Linked DNA regions of Mus musculus: all the other regions are linked to region 2. Evidence: chromatin contacts called from public Micro-C and promoter capture Hi-C data. All regions are on one chromosome and are shown on one strand. Each heading gives the region's core, a stretch centred on a gene start, on an enhancer-like site or on the middle of the called end of the contact. The rest is flanking DNA. Distances are from core to core; before and after follow the strand shown. Region 1 holds the start of Tex22 (testis expressed gene 22). Region 2 holds the start of Jag2 (jagged 2). Region 3 holds the start of Mta1 (metastasis associated 1).

Region 1 (3,006 bases), core at 333-2,832, 150 kb before region 2:
GACTCAGGACAAGGTTAGGGAAGGCAGCCTGGACATCCCTCAAGGACAGAGTCACTAGCAGGGCTTGGAAACTGTGGAGGGAGGAGGCACAGGAACTTGAAATGGGAGTCAATTCCAAATGAAGTCAAGGTGTGGCAGACACTGAAGTGACTTTGTCCCCAACCAGGAGTCTGGTGTCCCTTCAACCATAGAGCTCTGATTCTTCACCATTATGTCACCAATATAAAATCCATACATCTGTGCCTATTCATAAGCAAGCCTCTCCCAAGAGATGACACGTTAGCATCTTTACCATCTAGAATGCCCTGCCTTATGAAAGCGGAAGGGGCTACTGGTCAGCCCTGCAGGACAGTTGTCACCTTTGGAGGGACCTCAAAGCAGGGGTCAGGGACACTGCACGAGCTGATGTGGGTATGTGTGGCACACTCCTTCTGACCTTAGGCGACCTCTCTCTGCCTGGTGTCCACCAGAGGAAGTCTACCTCCGAGCCTAGCCTGAGTAGTTGGAGAAGCAAGCCCTAAAAACTAAATGTTTCCTCCAGTCCCATTCAGTCCTTTCCTCTTGTCCCAGAGGCCCATTCTCGGTGTCCCTTTCCAACCAGTCCACCTAAAAGCCTGGGTTCTCGGAAGACTCTCCTAACTGCTTACCCAGTCTTGGGTCTGCAAGTCGTCCTGAGGCTTGCTCTTGGTGTCTGGCTGGCTGGAGGCCACGGCAAGCCCCTGTGGGGGTGACTGTTGTCTTTGCTCTTGAGCAAGCTGCCACTGTAGCGTCTTCCTCTGGGGGCGCTGTTGCCTGCTGTCCATCTCTAAGTACAGCAGGTTGCAGTTCCCTCGACTAGGGCTGTGGGGCAAGGTGCAGGAAGGGAACTGAGCAGGGTTCCTGCTGCCACGGCAGATCCCTAAAGCAGATGATGGCAGGCCCTGCTGGGGCCGCCTTCTACCTAGTGACTACTCTTGCCGAGTAGCGGGGTCCCTTGTGACTTTCTCTCCCAGGTCTTGTGGCCATTATCCTCCGCACCAGCATCCCCCCAGGGACAGCAGTAGCCTAGAAATAGATGCTAGCCTAGCCTTCTCTGCTCTCACCGAACCACCTGGTCTGCTTTTCCTCGCAGGGGGCGCTCCTTCTGCGGTCCTGACAAGCTCTTCAGTCCTAGGATCCCACCCTCAATAGGCCTCCTCCTGTCTTGGACAACCCTACCACACAAGGCCCAGGCTCAGCGCCAACCTGAGCTCTCATTTCCCACCCTCTCCGTGGGTATGAACTGTGGAAGTCAGTTAAGGGCAGCAGTGAAGGTATGTGGGAGTTGGGTCACCCGCTCCCACGCGGATGCAGAGCTCGCCCAGAGGGCTCTGGGAAGGGCTCTGTAGGCTCCGGGACAGATGAGGGGGGCTTAATGAGCTCCGGTTGACAATGGATCAGCCGGTGAGCCCAGGCTCAGAAGGGTCTGCACAGGGAGTGGAGGGTCGTGTGGCCTGTGAACGCTCATGTGGGTCCAGGTAAACAGAGCTGGCTGGTGAGGCTGACTTAGGACCTTCAGCACCAGCCTGAGAAAGCTGGATCCAAGGACAGAGCTCTAGGGAAGAGGGACGGAGCTTCCGTCCTACAGACCCCGCCCTCCGCGGCCGCTTCCGCCCCCTCCACGCGTGCGCCCCAGCGTTCAAGCCGCATGGCCCCAACACATTCAGAGAAATCACAGCAGTGGGCGGCCTGAGCGCCGTCAGTTTATTAGTGTCGCTTCAGCACCTTGAAATCGTCCACATGGTCGCATGGGACAGATCAGTATCTGCTCCCAAAAAAAGCTATTTACATGAATCCTGCTTTTTATTAAAAAAACAAAAACAAAACTAGCAACATACACACTCTAGAAATCAGTCACAGCGCGCTGGGCAGTCTGCAGAAGCGAACGGAGTCATCCTCACGCAAGGCTGTCAGCTTCTGCTGGCCCCCTTCCAGGACAGAGCAGTCTCTGAAGGGCACAGGGATTTAGGGAGCAAGTACCCTGGCCCTGGGGAGAAGTGCCAGGACGTTTTTATGCGGAATTCATTTGAGATGGAGGCTAGAGGAAGAAGTGAGGCTTGCAGGATAAGGCTAGGGCAAGCCATTGCTTCAGGGCTGAGCCTCCCGCCTCCCCACGCCTCCCCACCCCCACCTCCCAGCACTGGTACCTTTACAGTGATACTGAGCTGCGTACTCAGAGGGTGGTGGCAGGAACCAACTTGAAGGTAGAGGCAGGGCCCCCAACTGACAGCAATGAGCAATGGCAACTGGTGTTGCTTGACAGGGACCTCTAAGACTGGCAGGCTCTGAGGGTGATGCCTCAGAGCTTCGGATGCAAACACACTCTGCGGTTCGTACCACTGCACTGCCTGTCAGGGGGGCTTTGGTGTCATCCTTCAAAGGGACAAAGTGCTTCTCCATGACTTCTCATTACAGCTCCATGAGGTAGGCAAGGAAAATGGACCATCTCTCTAACCACTGGGGGAGTGAGGCACAGGGAGGAAGGACTGCTGTCTAGGTCTGCACCTAGCACTGCCATGGTGGGGGTTGGGGGGAAGGTGTATGGTGCTCAGGTGCTAGGCTTTCCTGACTCCACCCTGGGCCAGCTGTGGGACAAAGACGCTGCCTACACCTTCCTCTTGTGTGTGTAAAGTCAGACCCCTGGAACCAGTCAAGGAAGGAGCACGTATGTACAGGGGAAGGTTCTGGAAAAGGGCTGCCCTCAGGCAAGAGCTTGAACCCCTGTGGCCTCAAGGCTAGAAATCTAGGTCAAATGTTTCATATGAAGGTTGACTTTTGGGAAAAAACACAAGGGGCAGGTAAACTAGGCTCTTAGGCTCCAAGGATTACAGTGGCCTGACTCAGCACAAGATCTTTTCAGAGAATACCTCACCAGGAGTTCCACTAAGAAGCCCTGGACCCAGGGACCTGGGGACCTATTATCCAGGACAAATAGACCCTGTTCAGCAAGTCAATAAGGGAGGTAAGTAAATAAAAACCTGCCATCTT
Region 2 (2,964 bases), core at 209-2,708:
TTCACAGTGGTAGGGCAGGCAAACTGGATCAAGGCTTTTCGATGGCCTGGCTCCCTGTGTAGGCTGCCTGGCACTGCCCTGACCCAAGTTCCTTCTACTGTGGCTCTGATTCACCGGTATCAGAACTTCTCCCTCTCTGCGGAAATCCTGGCTGGCAGTGACTTGGACTAGAAAGGGAGACTAGAGTGAGGAGCCTTCGGGAGACTTTTGTAAGGGCAGAGTAGCACATCACCAATCATGGAGGCTAACCACTGGAATTGCAAAGGGCCCTGCTGAGTGGGAGAGAGGCAGCTTGTAGACAAAGAACCCTTGGTGTTGACGTGTGGAAGAGGAAATGATCACCTAGGAACAGGGTCAAGAAATGGTAATGGAGGGTTGGGACACCCAGGCTCTGTGACTTAATACTCCCAGACTGTTGGAAAGTCCTCTTCCGGTAGCTCTCTTGACATGGTCCACTATCCTTTATGCCCGTTTCTTTTCCCCTAAATTTGAACCTCAGGCCGGCACGTTCCTTGAAGATAAGAGAATGTAGCGATGGCCACCACCTCAGTTTGGAATTGGGAACAGCCTGCAGGAAGGAGCATTTGTTGACTGGCTACTCAACCTGTGCGCTTGGAGGAAGGGAGGGCTGAGCGCCGGAGGGGAGTAGCGCCCCCTGTAGCCGGCGTGAAAGTAACAGGAGGCTGCGGAGTTGGGGGGAAATTCCTGGGGGAAGGGGGCGCACCAGGAGTTGGGCTCACTCAAGTCTCAGTGCCCCACCCGCTCTGCGTGGGGGCAAAATCCTGATGTGTGCAGCAGGCAGTATCTCCCTTGGGACCAAGAGCAGCGCGAGAGTGGCTGCGCTCTGATGGGAGGGGACCAAGGCAGTGACCTCAGGGGGCGCCCCACTCACTCCCAGGCTGTTAACCCGGGCGAGAATTCTGGAGCAGAAAAGGCCCCACCTCAGTGAGCCTGGGCGCAGGAGAAGCCACAGCTCGGTGGCCCCGCGCCCCGCCGCCCCGCGCATAGACCGCACCCTCGCCTCCTTTAAAGCTCGGGGTGCCCCCAACACCCCCCACGGCCCCACCCCACCGCGAGGCCCCGCCCCCTCATGCATATGCAGGTGCGCGGGTGACGAATGGGCGAGCGAGCTGTCAGTCTCGTCCCGAACTTGTTGGCTGCGGTGCCGGGAGCGCGGGCGCGCAGAGCCGAGGCCAGGACCCGCCGCCGCCGTCGCCGCCGCCGCCGGGTGGGAGCCGGGCCGGCCGCCGGAGAGCGGCTGCAGTAAGCCGGAGCCGCCGCCTCCCCTGCACGCCCGCCGCGCAGCCCGCGCGCACTGCTCGACCCCGCCCGCGCCGCCTGTGCGGCCGCCGCCGCCTGTGCGCCGCCGGGCTCGGAGGGCGGGCGGGCGTTGGAGGCCGGCGCGGCGGCTATAGCGGGCGCGGGCGGCGGCGGCGGCGGCGGGGCCGCGGGCGGGGTCGAGGCGGCGATGCGGGCACGCGGCTGGGGACGCCTGCCTCGGCGGCTGCTGCTGCTACTGGTTCTGTGCGTGCAGGTGAGCGGGGCGCGCGGTGGCGACGGGCGCGGACGGGGCGCACCGGGCCGGGCCGCTCCTCCGGGCCAGGCGGCGCACAAACGGCCGCGGTCCGGAGCCCTAGGAACGGCGCAAGGGTGGGGGCGGGGCGGAGGCTCGGCGACCCCGGCCCGCGCCTCCCTGCACTCTGCGCTGCCTTATTTTTAGGCGACGCGGCCCATGGGCTATTTCGAGCTGCAGCTGAGCGCGCTGCGGAACGTGAACGGGGAGCTGCTGAGCGGCGCCTGCTGTGACGGCGACGGCCGGACGACGCGCGCGGGGGGCTGCGGCCGCGACGAGTGCGACACGTACGTGCGCGTGTGCCTTAAGGAGTACCAGGCCAAGGTGACGCCCACGGGGCCCTGCAGCTACGGCTACGGCGCCACGCCCGTGCTGGGTGGCAACTCCTTCTACCTGCCGCCGGCGGGCGCTGCGGGGGACCGAGCGCGCGCGCGGTCTCGGACCGGCGGCCACCAGGACCCGGGCCTCGTCGTCATTCCCTTTCAGTTCGCCTGGCCGGTACGTGCGCCCCTCCCCCGCACTCTGCTTCCCTGCGCGCTCGGCGCCCGCCGCGGTCCCTTCAGCACCTGCGGCCGCGCGGGTGCGGGCCGCGCGCGCCCAGACGGGGCGGGGCCGGCAGGGGGCGCCGCGCCGCGGGCGGGCCTGGGGCGCGTGCTCTTGCGGCCAGGTTCGCGCCTGGCCACGTGGGCGCGCGGGGTTCCCAAGGGCCGACAGGCTTGGGGTCGCGGCGGGGCTGGGAGGCCAAGGTCCGCGTGCACGGCGGCCCTCGGAGTGTGCCTACGTCGCCCTGCGCGTGTCAGTGCGTGGGGAGGTGCGAGGCGCCTGCGGCCCGGTAGGCTGTGCAGGCATGTGCGCTGCGCGTGCTGGGGCTGGTCCGGGGCAGGCCCTGGCGGAGCCGTCCGGGCCCGCGGCCAGCCTGCTCCTGCCCTGCAGTTTCCTGGATGCCCGGGGGCACGGACAGGCGCCTGGGACCTGCGCGGGGATGGCCTGATTGTGTGTGTTGGCAGAAGCTGCTAGAGATGGGAAGACCCCTCCTCCGAAAGGGAAGAGACACTAACAAGGCTCCAAGTTGTAACCCTCTGTGGCACTGCTGTTTGCGGATGTTTTATTGTGCTTCTTAGTTTCTGGAATTGGGAAGCACCCTGTCTGCTTAGGGGTGGTCAGGTCAGGCAAGAACCCGAGTCTGGGCATGCTGGGAAGAAGGGTCATGGGGATCCAGCTTTGGGGGAGACAGGTAGCATGCCTGTGGTATAAAGGCCTGGGATCAGGAAGTCTTATGGTGCTTGCTTTTATTCACTTTCTGGACCTGGCTTGTACCGGCACCTGATTGTCTGCAGGTGTGAAGCTAGTTAGGTGCAGATGTGAATATGGACATAGTCTTGAGTGTGAGA
Region 3 (3,039 bases), core at 270-2,769, 170 kb before region 2:
CAGTAAGCCTATAGCATCCAGTGACCTGGCCCACTCCCTCTGGGGCTGGCAAGGCTGAATCCTCACAGACCAGCCCCTCCTCATATGACCCCAGGCTGTATGACCTGTGGCAGGTCCTGGCAGAGAGCAAAGGTGTGAGATCAGGGATTCCCTGAGAGGCCCCTGCTGTGGGAGGCCTGCTGTGGGAGGATGAGCCATCCGTGTGGAGATAGCTGCACCCCTGTGCCCCAAGCCACAGAACTGAGCTGGCTGGGTCCCGCTGGTGTGAGATGGAAGGAAATGACCTAGGCACTCAGGGGTCGGGGTCTTCCGTAGGAGTGGTTGATGGGTGTTTCGGGGTGGTCTTGCACTCAAGCACACTCTCACAGCAAAGCCCAAGTTTGCTAGTGGGGGACAGCAGCAGACTCATCCACATTTAGGCTGTGACCAGGAGGGTCTCCAAGTCCAGAGAGAGAGCAGAAGAAGGCTATGGGATAACTATAAGGGTCAGCATGGCCTGGATGTGTGCAAGGCCATTCCGGAGTATCCTGGTCACACACACACATACACAAACTGGGCAAAGGGCTTCTTCCCAGGGCCCAACAACTGGGGGACCAGCCCGGGCAGACAGGCTCTCATGGCCCCAGGTCAGTAGGGACCTCTGGCCTTCCAAAGGCCAGGAAAGTGCCTCCTTGCTAGGCAGGGGTGAGCAGTAAGGCAGAGAAAAGTTTGGGGTGATTCAGACCTGCACTTGGGATGTAGGCCCCCTGCTGTAGCCAACCCTCCCCCCCAGGAATCCCTGCTAAGGAAAGCCCTCGGCTGGGACGGGCTCGTGGCCCCTGCAACAGGACTCACGGTGCCTGCACACCTAGCGGGCCCTGCACGGCCCCCTGAGGAGACCGCTTGCCCCCCAGACCCCGAAACTCCTGCTCGCGGGACCGCAGCCAGAGCTCCAGAGGCACGTGCTCCTGCTCAGGGGCTCCGGCCCGGACCCAGGCCCAGGCCTCCCGCCGCCGGGCCCGCCGGCCCCCGGGATGCCCTGGCCACCCTGGCCACTCGCCGCTACTCCGCCTGCGTCCCGCGGGCCACCCCCGGTCCCCAACAGGTGGGCATAGCCCCCTCCCAGCGCCGCTCGGCGCCCCGCGCGCGCGCGCCCCGGCACCGGCAGCCCAGGGGCCATTTTGGGCCGGGACGAGCACCGGAGACCAGAACCGAGCCTCGCGGGCGGGGCGCGAGCGCGACGGGGGCGGGACGGGGGGGAGGGGCGCGGGCCGCGCGCGAGGGCGGCGTGGGGGAGGCGCGGAGGCCGCGGCGGGGCCGGGAGGCGCGGGCGGTGGGCCCGCGGCGCATAAAGGCCGTGGCGGGGCCTTACCTCCGACCCTGTACATGTTGGCGGCCATGTCCGGGCCGGCGGCGGGGCCGCGGGGCGCGGGGCGCGAGCGCGGGCGGCGGGCCGGGCGCGGGCCGGGGCGGGGGCGGGCGCGGGGGCGCCGGCGGGCGGTTTAAAGGGACCGCGCTGCTCCGCCGCCGCCGCCGCCGCCGCCTCCGAGGCCGCCGAGGCCGCGCAGGGACGGGAGGGCCGCGGCGCGGGCGGGAGAGGAAGAGGAGGAGCGGCCGCGGGCGGCGGGGAGGGGCCTCGGGCGCCGCCGCCCACCGCGCGGGCCGTTACCCGACCCCGCGCCGCGCCGGCCCGCGTGCCCCTGGCCGAGTGGCCCTTCTGAGCCCTTAGCTCGCCTGGTCCTCGGCATCCCCGGATCGCCCTCCCACGACCCCTCCTGCCTGGCTCTCAGCATCCCCGGGTGGCCATCCGGAGCCCCACGCTTTCGTGGCCCTGGCATCCCGAGTGGCCCTCCTGCATCCTCTCCAAAGTGGTCCTCGGCATCCCTGGGTCAGCTGCTCATCCCTTGGAGGTCCTTCGAAGCCACTGCTGGAGTGGCCCTTGGCATCCCCAGGTGGTCCTCCTCGGCAGGCCCACACCCTGCGTCCCTGGGACGCACTCCTGCAACCCGCCTAGAGTGGCTGGCCCTCCACATCATTGATGGCCCTCCTGCGACCCCTCCGGAATGATACTTGGCATCCTCCAGTGGCACTCTCCAGGCCCACGCCCGCCTGGACCTCGGCACCCACTGGGTGGCCCTTCTTTAACCCTCAGTGGTCCTCGACATCCCTGGATGGCCCTCTTACATGGTCTTTCAGCTTACCTGGGAGGCTCTCCACGACCCCTCCCAAATGACTCGGGCATCCTCCAGTGGCACTCTCCAGCACTCTCCAGGCCCATTCCCTCCTGGCCCTCAGCACCCATTGGTGACCCTTTCCCTGCCCTCCCCCCACCCCCGCCAAGCTCCATGCTCACCTAGTCTTCAGCAACCCCAGGTCACCTCCAGAGACCTCTCACATACCTGACAAGGTGAGCCCTCCTAGGACTGGCTCCTTGGGAGTTTCTCACAAGGTTGCCTTGGGTCCTTCTATGTGAGCCCTTCCCTGCACCCCTGTGTAGGGATCCTTTCCAATTCTTGTAGGGGTCCTCAGTGTGTCCCCCATTGTCCAACCTCTTCAGTCACCCAGGAACATCATGACTATCCTTGAACAAGGCGGTCATGCTTGTTCCTGAAGTGCCAGGCCTCCCTCCGTGTACCTCCCTGCTCGCTTGGATTCCCTCCCACAAGCCCAAGCTGAAGCCAAGACCACATAAGCCGTGGGGCATTGCGGTGCTGAGGAAGGTGCCTCTTTGTGGCATCTGTGACTAAGGGCTTGCCTTTGCTTATCTAAGGTCTGTGAAGAGGGAGTTCTTAGACATTACCCCAAGGCCAGAGGACAAAAGGTTGTGTCCCTGATGGGACTCCTGTCCCTGCCACAGTTGGGGCAGTGAAAAGGAGCTGACTGGGAGTTCTGGTTGAGTCTGAGCACGGCGGGTTACTTTGTCGGTGGAAGTCTATGGCCGCCAAGTCGGCGTCCTCTTTGAGGTGCATTCTGTGGAGTGGAGTAAATGGCGCTCAGGAAAGCATTGTGGGCCACGGTGAGGGTTAGGCGTGGGGGGGGGGGGCTCAGGGCTAATGCACT

The links. Hi-C and Micro-C count contacts between places; a contact is called where the count stands out from the background. Capture Hi-C pulls out chosen DNA fragments and counts their contacts.
Region 1: a contact with region 2 is called in a promoter capture Hi-C map of liver. The contact joins the promoter of Tex22 here to the promoter of Jag2 in region 2. A contact is called at or near these places in 2 of 39 promoter capture datasets (cranial neural crest and neural stem cells), 3 of 484 Hi-C or Micro-C datasets (CD8 T cells, bone marrow-derived macrophages and liver), 2 of 115 datasets of contacts at active chromatin or transcription factors (embryonic stem cells and pancreatic cancer cells) and 4 of 9 other capture datasets (adipose tissue, embryonic stem cells, liver and 1 more).
Region 3: a Micro-C map of embryonic stem cells shows a contact between it and region 2, with 2.4 times the contacts expected there. The contact joins the promoter of Mta1 here to the promoter of Jag2 in region 2. A contact is called at or near these places in 7 of 39 promoter capture datasets (the 3T3-L1 cell line, the C10 cell line, the HPC-7 cell line and 3 more), 4 of 484 Hi-C or Micro-C datasets (bone marrow-derived macrophages and embryonic stem cells), 2 of 115 datasets of contacts at active chromatin or transcription factors (double positive thymocytes and pancreatic cancer cells) and 4 of 9 other capture datasets (adipose tissue, liver, macrophages and 1 more).

What each region holds. Positions count from the first base shown.
Region 1 is chr12:113,073,078-113,076,083 of GRCm38.p6, reverse strand. It overlaps Tex22 (testis expressed gene 22), which reads right to left and starts at 1,582. Exons shown (of 3, transcript NM_001361919.1): 1 at 1,225-1,582; 2 at 648-840. The coding sequence starts at 803. Pacs2 (phosphofurin acidic cluster sorting protein 2) reads right to left here. Exons shown (of 24, transcript NM_001081170.1): 24 at 1,683-3,006.
Region 2 is chr12:112,927,989-112,930,952 of GRCm38.p6, reverse strand. It overlaps Jag2 (jagged 2), which reads left to right and starts at 1,458. Exons shown (of 26, transcript NM_010588.2): 1 at 1,458-1,534; 2 at 1,721-2,071. The coding sequence starts at 1,469.
Region 3 is chr12:113,096,758-113,099,796 of GRCm38.p6, reverse strand. Mta1 (metastasis associated 1) reads right to left here and starts at 1,519. Exons shown (of 21, transcript NM_001364622.1): 1 at 1,352-1,519. The coding sequence starts at 1,379.